Linked DNA regions of Sus scrofa: region 1 is linked to region 2. A link is a contact called in public HiChIP or PLAC-seq data. All regions are on one chromosome and are shown on one strand. Each heading gives the region's core, a stretch centred on a gene start, on an enhancer-like site or on the middle of the called end of the contact. The rest is flanking DNA. Distances are from core to core; before and after follow the strand shown.

Region 1 (4,359 bases), core at 73-2,572, 150 kb before region 2:
AGGACTAGCTATAGAATACAAGACTATTTAGATTAACTCAGCATGTTGGACGTTAGGGGATAGTACTTTAGTTTAATTGGACAGTAGTAGGATTAGGAATCAGTTGTAACTGATGTGCTGCTCCTAGACCTTAACTTGAGTCTGTTTGTAGAATGCTATGTTTATATTTTAAATTCTAATATTTAAAAAAAAAAAAATCCCAGGTCGTTGAGGTTTGTTAATTCAGTTGCTTATAGAGCAAGGACTACCTGAGCTGCCTGGAGACAGAGGGTTGCTTATCCTCTTTAACATCTCCCATGAAAGACTCCTCACAAATCTCTTTCGGTTGTTTATTTACATTTTTAACTATTTGAAATATCAGTTTTTTTCTAAGAGTTTCTTTGTTTTTTTTCCCCAGAAGGATTGAAGAGTGACCACTCAGAAATTCTCCTTTTTAGAGAGACTTTATTTGGTTTATCTTATTTCTCCTAGTGCTATTATTTCAGCTGTGTTACCTTTATATTCCTGTCATACTGATAGTTGTTGTTTTGTTGCTCCTTTCATGCTGAGTTCCTAAAATGTAGAAGTAGCCAGACTTAGAGTCCCTTGACTTTTTTTTAGCTGCTTGAAATCCTGGGATCAATATTATGGAAGATGTTCTAGAGAGGAGTGAGAATGGAGGAAGGTGCACTTTATTTACGCAGCTGTTACAAGTAATACATGCAAATGATGAAGACTCAGCCTGGGAGAAGACTCTGCATTGGAGACAGAGAGAGGGGGCGCAGACCTGATAGGGCTCTAGGGTGGACTCTAGGCAATGTTCTTCCAGTTCACCACTCCTTAGGGAACTTCGCAGAGGTCGGGACTTTGGCTAAAGGCATTATTTTAAAGAAATGTCCTCTCGGGAGTTCCCGTTGTGGCTCAGTGGATTAAGAACTGGTATCCATAAAGATGCCAATTTGATCCCTGGCTTTGTTCACTGTGTTAAGTAAGGATGCGGTGTTGCATGAGCTGTGGTGTAGGTTGCAGTTGTGGCTTGGATCCCGCATTGCTGTGGCTGTGGTGTAGGTCAGCAGCCAATTTGACCCCTGGCCTGAGAACTTCCATATGCCACAAGTGCGGCCCTAGAAAGACATACATACATAACCTCTCAGCCTGATTTCCTTGCCCTTTAAGGTCATTTTTTTTTTTTTTTTTTAAAGAAAGATTCCTTAAGATTTTCTTTGTGAACAATCATGTCATCTGAAAATAGACAGTTTTATTTCATCCTTTCCAGTTATGCATTTATTTCTTTTTCTTCCTTATTGTGCTGGCTTTCACTTCCCTTTGGGCCCTAACCTCTTGCTCTGGCATCCAGTGATCATAGTTGTTAGACAAATTGACTTCTCCTAGAACACTTGCCTTGGTGCTTTCCTTGTGTATAGATTTTTAATTACTAATTCAAAATTTCTTTAGAGTTATGGCTATTGCTTTTTTCTTGAGTCAGTTTTGAAATTTTATATTTTTCTAAAAATCCAGCCACCTCTTATTTGCTTAAAGTTCTACACGATGGTCTTTTTAAAAATCTCTGTTCCCTTTTTATGTCTTACATATGTATCCATGTAGTTTGTGACCCCAGGCTATTATGCTTTCTAAGGTTTTTTTGGTCTCTTGCTCTGGTCAGTGTACTTGCTCATGGCACTTCTCTTTTCTCTAAATCTTACCCTGCCTGCACTGGCCTTTTCTCATTTGCAGTTTCCAAACTGTTGTGCATTTCTGCATGTAGTACAAATAGATGCTAAAGTGAATATATATTTTTATCATCTTTTCAGATAACTTGTTTCTAACTTTTGATAGATAAGGTTTTGTTTCAGTTGTTTAACAAGCCAAAGGTTTTTTGATGTTTTACTTTAAAAAATAAAATCAGGAGTTCCTGCTATGGAGCAGTGGGTTAGGCATCCAACTGCAGGGGCTCGGGATCCTTGGCCTGGTGCGGTGGGTTAAAGGATCCGTCGTTGCCACAGCTGTGGCCTAGATCACAGCTGCGGCTCGGATTTAATCCCTGGCCCAGAATATGCACATGCCAAGGGAACTTCCATATGCAGCCATAAACATAAATTAATTAAAAAAATAAAATTATATGTTACATGGTAAAACATAGCACAGAACTGGGGTATATTTCTTGGAGTTTCTAATCTGTAATTTTGGTCAAAGTGCTTCTCTTGAAATTAGTTTACTTAAATGGTTAAAGGGTATCCCATTTGTATTTACTTCTCCCAATACTCCTCCCAAATAGAGTAGACTAATTTCTAGATGCTTAAATTTTCTTTTTACTTAGGCTGGTAGAGAGAGTAGATAAAAAGCAAAGGAAGTGGTCCTGATTATGGTCTTTTCTTTTCCCTTCCTTTTCTCTTTGCTTCTTTTCCTTTCTTTCTTGAGTTCATTACAGGCTGTCAAATTATTTGAAGACCCTGGATTTTCTTCAGGCCTATAATTTGGCATAGAAGAGAGTAATATCCTTTAGTCTGTAAAAAGAATGATAACTGTATTCTAAGTAGTTTTAGATATAAAAAACAGAAGGAAATTGTTGCTATAAAAATCATTTTATTTTAGTCCTTAGGGTCATCCTATTTCTTATGATACTAAACTGCTAGGGTTACTAAATGGTCCAGATTACAACTTCTCACTTACCATTGGTAACTGAATATTCTTTGTAAGTTATTAGCAGGATCACAACGGGCTCATTGTTAAGCAGTCCCAAATCAGAGGTTCTTTTCTGGATTAAGGCTAACCAGTGTAGTAGCTTGATCCATGAAGTTCCTCCTCTGAGAGTAGTTTTGCTTTGTTGGTTTTCATTTGTTTCTAGCTTACCTTTTGGGATTGAGGGAGATTTGTGTGCGTGGGGTGGGGGGAGGTGAATTGGATGCCCTATGCTCTAGGAAATGTTGTCTGCAGAGGCAGTGCACTAATCAAGCGCACACCCTTATGATGCTGCTATCACCGGCATGTACTTCTCCTGCTTTATGGATTGGTTGTATTACAGAAACTATCATTTTTGAGCCCCTTTTCTATACTCAGCTGTACTTACCTTTATGTCATATTATCCTCTTAAAAAACCCTTGTAAGAGAGGGGTAGTTGTTCCTATTTTTAGATGGAAAGGCTGAGACTTAGGTTTCACACAGCTAGTGAGTGCTTGAATTTGCTTTTAGGGCTCTCTGAAGCAAAAGCACATGTTCTTGGCCAATAATGCTGGCCAGATAAGAAACATTTCAATGAATAGTGTATCTGTTGGTATATTCCATAAGATACTTTCTCCATAGAAAATGAAGCATAACTTACTAGGATTTTATGCCTCCCCAGTGTGCAGTATCTATATAGTAAAATTTAAACTGTGGCAGTGTTACAGACTAAAAAGGAATATTGAAGCAAAAAAAAAAAATGAATGAGGACTATGTTCCTGGACCTTGCCCAGTACTATACAAATTAGCTGTGCTTAGTTTAGGTTGTAGATGAGCTATAGCTTCAACTGCTAAGGAACACTGAAATCCCCATAATGTTTGCTAGGAAACAATATAGACATTTAAATGATTAGTAGAACTTGCAGTTTGGCAGATGTTGTACGTAGGAAGAAGCTGATATTTGTGGCATGACCCACAAGAACTGAAAGGGAGAACTGTTTTTATTTTTTATTTTTTGCCTTTTCTAGGGCCGCTCCCGCAGCATATGGAGGTTCCCAGGCTAGGGGTCCAATCGGAGCTGTAGCTGGTAGCCTATACCACAGCCACAGCAATGCCAGATCCGAGCCACCTCTGCAACCTACACCACAGCTCAGGGCAATGCCAGATCCCTAACCCACCGGGTAATGCTAGGGATTGAACCCGCAACCTCATGGTTCCTAGTCAGATTCATTTCTGCTGAGCCATGACCGGAACTCCGGGAGAACTGTTTTTAAAAGAAAGGAAAGCTAAAGCTTTGTGCCAGATAGGACTGGTAACATTTAAAAGCTACTGTCTGTCTTTGGAGTGTCTCCCATGAGCCAAGGGCCTTATGGTTTCTAATCCTTACATCCAACCCATGAAAGGAACTTAGGTTCAGAAATGCGAAAGAGTACATCAAGGTCCATAGCGTTCTTAAGTGGTAAAGCTGGAATTCACATCTCCCCACCCCACCCCCTGCCAAGTGACTATCTCAGGCCTGTGCCCTTTTCATTGTTCCCCTAAGCAAAGTGTAGGCAGAATCACTACAGATAATCTGGGTTAAAGAATCTGGGATTTTGGGAGTTCCCCTCGTGGCTCAGTGGTTAACGAACTCGACTAGTATCCGCGAGGATGAGGGTTTGATCCCTGGCCTTGTTCATTGCATTAAGGATTCGGAGTTGCTGTGGCTGTGGCCGGTGGCTA
Region 2 (4,437 bases), core at 1,558-4,057:
ATGGATAACTGACAAACAGGCTTGGTTCCTTTGGAAGTCAATAATACAAGGTGACCCAAGAGTCATAAAAATATTCATACTCAGAGTTCCTGTCGTGGCACAAAGGAAATGAATCCAACTGGTATCTATGAGGATCCAGGTTTGTTCCCTGGCCTCGCTCAGTGGGTTAAGGATCCGGCATTGCCATAAGCTGTGGTGTAGATCACAGATGTGGCTCGGATCTGGCGTTGCTGTGGCTCTGGTGTAGGCCGGCAGCTGTGGCTCCAATTTGACCCCTAGCCTGGGAACTTCCACATTACGAGGATGTGGCGAAAGAAAGAAAGAAAGAAACAAAGAAAGGGAATTTACTTTTTTGTTGTTTGTTGTTTGTTTTGTTTTGGCTTTTTTGCCATTTCTTGGGACGTTGCCGCGGCATATGGAGGTTCCCAGGCTAGGGGTCGAATAGGAGCTGTAGCCACCAGCCTACGCCAGAGCCACAGCAACGCGGGATCCGAGCCGCGTCTGCAACCTACACTACAGCTCACGGCAACGCCAGATCGTTAACCCACTGAGCAAGGGCAGGGATCGAACCCACAACCTCATGGTTCCTAGTCGGATTCGTTAACCACTGCGCCACAACGGGAACTCCAGAAAGGGAATTTAAAATGTATAACTCTGTAGAGCTATGTTAAAAATCAAGTGGAAAGTATCTGGGGGCAAGAACATTATAGGCTTGGACACTGGAAGATCCATACTGAAGCCTACTTGCATCTCAGACATGTCACTTCAAGTCTTTAGCTGCACTTTCCATATCTCTGAAGCGGGGATGATGCACAAACCCCACCTCCTGGTTGGGAGGCCTGCGTGAACTCTCACATGAGGCTGCTCTATAAATTCTAAAGCTCAAGCCACACACTAGTCAATCTCTGGGTTGAGATTAGGAGGAAAATGAAATAATGACCCATAGTGATGGGGTCAGAACTGAGAAATGCAAATTGAAACAAAAACATTTCACTTATTTGAGATTCGCCAAATAGCACCAAACAAACAAAAAGCACACACAGAATGTCTTCAAGTCCCAATTAAGTTGAACCTGAACCCTAGCTTGGGCTGCCCACCTTGACCAGGCAGAGCTGGGTCATGGGCGGGGGGGACATCTAGAGACACAGGGCCCTGCTGCCTCCTGCTCCTTGAAAAGGATGAATAAATTCAGATTCACTGGGTGTGAAGTACCTGCCATGTGCCAGCACCTTCATGGATGTTAGGATGACAGCAAACACTTACACTGGGTTTGCTCTGGGCCAGGAATTTGACAAGAGCTCTCTTACATGTTAATCAATCCTCCTAACAGCCCACTGAGATAGCGACTGGAATCCACACTTTAGAGATTGGTTCACAGAGGCACGGAGAGCTTAGCTGGTCCCAAGCCCACCAGCTGCTGACTGGGAAAACCAGGACTAGGAACCCTCACTGCCTTGAACACACTCCCCGTGACATGCCTGCCTCGGTCTCCTGCCATCACCATTCTAACCGTTTCAGACCTGGAGTCTCTCTAGCACCACGGACACGCTCTTTCAGGACAAACTCGCTGGCTAGTCAACAATCGGCCACTTTTTCCTGATGAGTCAGTGCCTCGGCTGCACTGGAGCAGTGGACCTGGCCTGCACCAACCCTCATGGCCCATCCTTTCTCTGCCCAGACAGCCTACTTCCCCATCTGCAGTCCTTTGACTTCTCAGTTCAACACCCTGGCCCTGGGGAGCGAGCCTCAAGACTCCACTCCCAGGAGAACCCTCCAGGGGGCGCTCTCATCCCCAGAGTCAAAGCTGGGCAGCGAGACTGGGAAAAATGACTGGAATAGAGGAACTAGTTCTGTGACCTGGACAAAAAGGTAAGCTTCTCTGAGTCTGTTCCCTTATCTGTCAAGAGGAAGAATGATAGAGATTTTTGTTCCTGGGTCTATGTACCACTTAGGGTTGCAGGTGAGGTGAGAAGGCCGCCAGAGATGTGCAGGGGACCTTCAGCCTGCCACTAGGGGGCTCCCTCTCAGGGAAGGGGCGAGCCCTGCAGCTGGACTGCGCACTGAAGGGAGGGAGGGCAGGACTTCATGGCAGGGAAGGGGAAGGGGCCTAAAATCCCCCAAGAGTATTACCTCTGGCCCGAACCCCCGGTGTTTGGAATTCAGTGCACCAATCTTTCTCAGCTCCTGCTGCAGGTAAAATTGTGTTTGTGTGTTTGGGGCCCTGTGGGGAAAGGGAGGAACGGTGGAAATGCAAGCAGCAGTCAGGTGGCTTAAATGAGCCATCACCCACTACACACCAGATTTTTCACATTCATGGCCTCCTTTAACCCTCACGTTACCCCCCTTTTACAGACAAGAAAGCAGGAGCCGTTCCAGATGTTTCTGCTCCCTCCCGCCCCCGGCGTGGTCTGAGTGAACCCAGGGACAGGGACAGGAAGAGATGCTCCCCAGGGACTCTGGTCCTGGCTGAGTCACCTGGCCTGGATGTCCAGTTCACGCTACCTCTATGTTACTCACTGACCAAGAATATGACTTAATTCCCCGTGGGCGATACCACCAGGCATATAAAGAAATGGGTGATGACCGTGACACAGAAGCTAAAAGCCTCAATTACCCTTCGCAACAGGAACCGGGGACATTTTTATGAAGAGAGAAATTTTTGCCTCATAAATCGCACTTGTGAGAAATCCAGCCCACGCTGCTGGTGACCTTGTCACATCTTCCACAGCCAGAGGCAGCCCCACAGATGGCGGGGATCACCTCAGCCTCACCCCTGCCATTAAGCCCAAGTATGTGTTCTAGAGAGTGTATGGGGGTCAGCCAGGGCTAGGATGAGGCCAGGATAGGCAGCCGGAATGCAAGTATATTCCCAGCTCTCAACCTGGCTCCCTCTGTTGGTCTCAACTGCAGGGCATGGGCATAAGAAGAGGGTCTTTAAAAAGTCTTCTTGACGGGGTCCCACCCCCAGAGATTCTGATGTAACTGGTCCAGGGTGGGCCTGGGCACTGGGAGCTTTAAAAGCCGCCCAGGTGATTCTGATGTACAGCCAAGTTGAGAGCTTACCCCTACCCTGCCCTGCCAGTCGATGAATCAACAGCAAGCTTTTAGCAAGTGCAAGCTGGTGGGAGGGGGGAGACCAGAAACAGGACACAGTTTCTGCCCAGGCTCATTTACATGAAGCCATAATGCGGACTCCCCACACCCCACGGGCAACAGAGACCCTGTGAAGAGGCCTGGGTGCAAGCACCTGGGGGAGCAGCTGCACCTGATCTGAGCCCAGAAGCTTAGGCTGTCTAAAGGCTCCCACCCATGCACACAACCACTGCGTGCTCCCCCGCCCCCTGCCGCGGCGTCCTCACAGGCGCATGCGTCATCTCCGTCCCGCTTTCTTACTCCTCCGACCTTCACCAAGCAGCCTGACTGAGCACACCCAGCTGCCTGAGGATCCCCTTTTATTCCACGGACAGACGTTTGCAGACGACTTTGGGCACGGACTGAGCACCAGGACTGCAAGGGGCAGCAGGCTGGAAGAAACAAACACGGGCGGGCAACAACAAGGCTCCTTCAAGGACAGTACAGCTCTTATCACTGACAGGTAGAATTCACTTAATGCGCTGCCTCAGGAGGCGCACACAGAGGCTCAAAAGAGTCTCCAGCAACCTGTGTTCTTCTAATGAAATCGAAAGCGGGTTCCATAGCGTTCCAGTTACTCTTGGGTATAAATAAAGAGTCCCATTTTCTATAACAAAAAGTCAGTTCACTCGACTGTCAAAGCCATAAACGCTCCCAGGTTCAAAGCCTCCCCTTCCCTTGGCCAGCAGATCAGCCCTTAGGTGGCTTGGGGGTCTCAGGGTCCCGTGCTGACATTCCGGGGGAGACTCTGCATGCTCTTGAGAAGCTCCCCAGGGCTGGGGGTCCCTGGACCTGACAATGTCTCCTACCAAAGCTGACACTGCAGCAGAAGCCCTGCTCAACATCTGTTTATTCATCCAGTATTCAAGCTTCTGTGGGTTGTTGATATTTGTTTTAATGAAGGCATTTAAGGATATAAATTTTCATTAGAGCACATCTTATTTTTTGTATGTTTTTACTGCTCTCCCTACTCTTTAGTACTGATAAAATTATTAGATGTTCAATGAGCAATTTATACAACCCAGAAAAGCAGTCATTAATTCATTAAACAACTATTTAGCCAATGGCTCCTGCATCCTTGAAATGGTTCTTGCCATTGTGGACATACCAAGAAATACATTAGCACAGACCCTACACTCAGAGAGCTTATAGTTCATTCAGGCCTCAGATAGAAACTAGTAAGTATGATAACATCTGATGCAGAAAGATGAAAAATACAACTCACCTTTCATCTCAAAGCTGAGTTTTCCACAGTTCACATTTCAGTACATGACCTTCTAGTATCAGCATTATCACTGTTACACA

Evidence for each region. HiChIP or PLAC-seq counts read pairs in DNA pulled down with a chosen protein or histone mark.
Region 1: a contact with region 2 is called in an H3K27ac HiChIP or PLAC-seq map of alveolar macrophages. The contact joins two enhancer-like sites. A contact is called at or near these places in 1 of 47 Hi-C or Micro-C datasets (embryonic fibroblasts) and 2 of 2 datasets of contacts at active chromatin or transcription factors (alveolar macrophages and skeletal muscle).

What each region holds. Positions count from the first base shown.
Region 1 is chr3:93,799,999-93,804,357 of Sscrofa11.1, reverse strand. All of the region lies in intron 1 of SOCS5 (suppressor of cytokine signaling 5), which reads left to right. Among named protein-coding and RNA genes, the nearest start is that of SOCS5, 52 kb to the left of the region's middle. Within about 2 kb of position 1,322, at least 4 of the 83 cell types and tissues checked have an H3K27ac peak or open chromatin away from gene starts, as enhancers often do. A contact at or near this core is called in alveolar macrophages, where this site is marked.
Region 2 is chr3:93,653,676-93,658,112 of Sscrofa11.1, reverse strand. LOC110260019 (a long non-coding RNA gene) reads left to right here. Exons shown (of 3, transcript XR_002342725.1): 2 at 1,679-1,869; 3 at 2,353-4,437. Among named protein-coding and RNA genes, the nearest start is that of MCFD2, 35 kb to the right of the region's middle. Within about 2 kb of position 2,807, at least 9 of the 83 cell types and tissues checked have an H3K27ac peak or open chromatin away from gene starts, as enhancers often do. A contact at or near this core is called in alveolar macrophages, where this site is marked.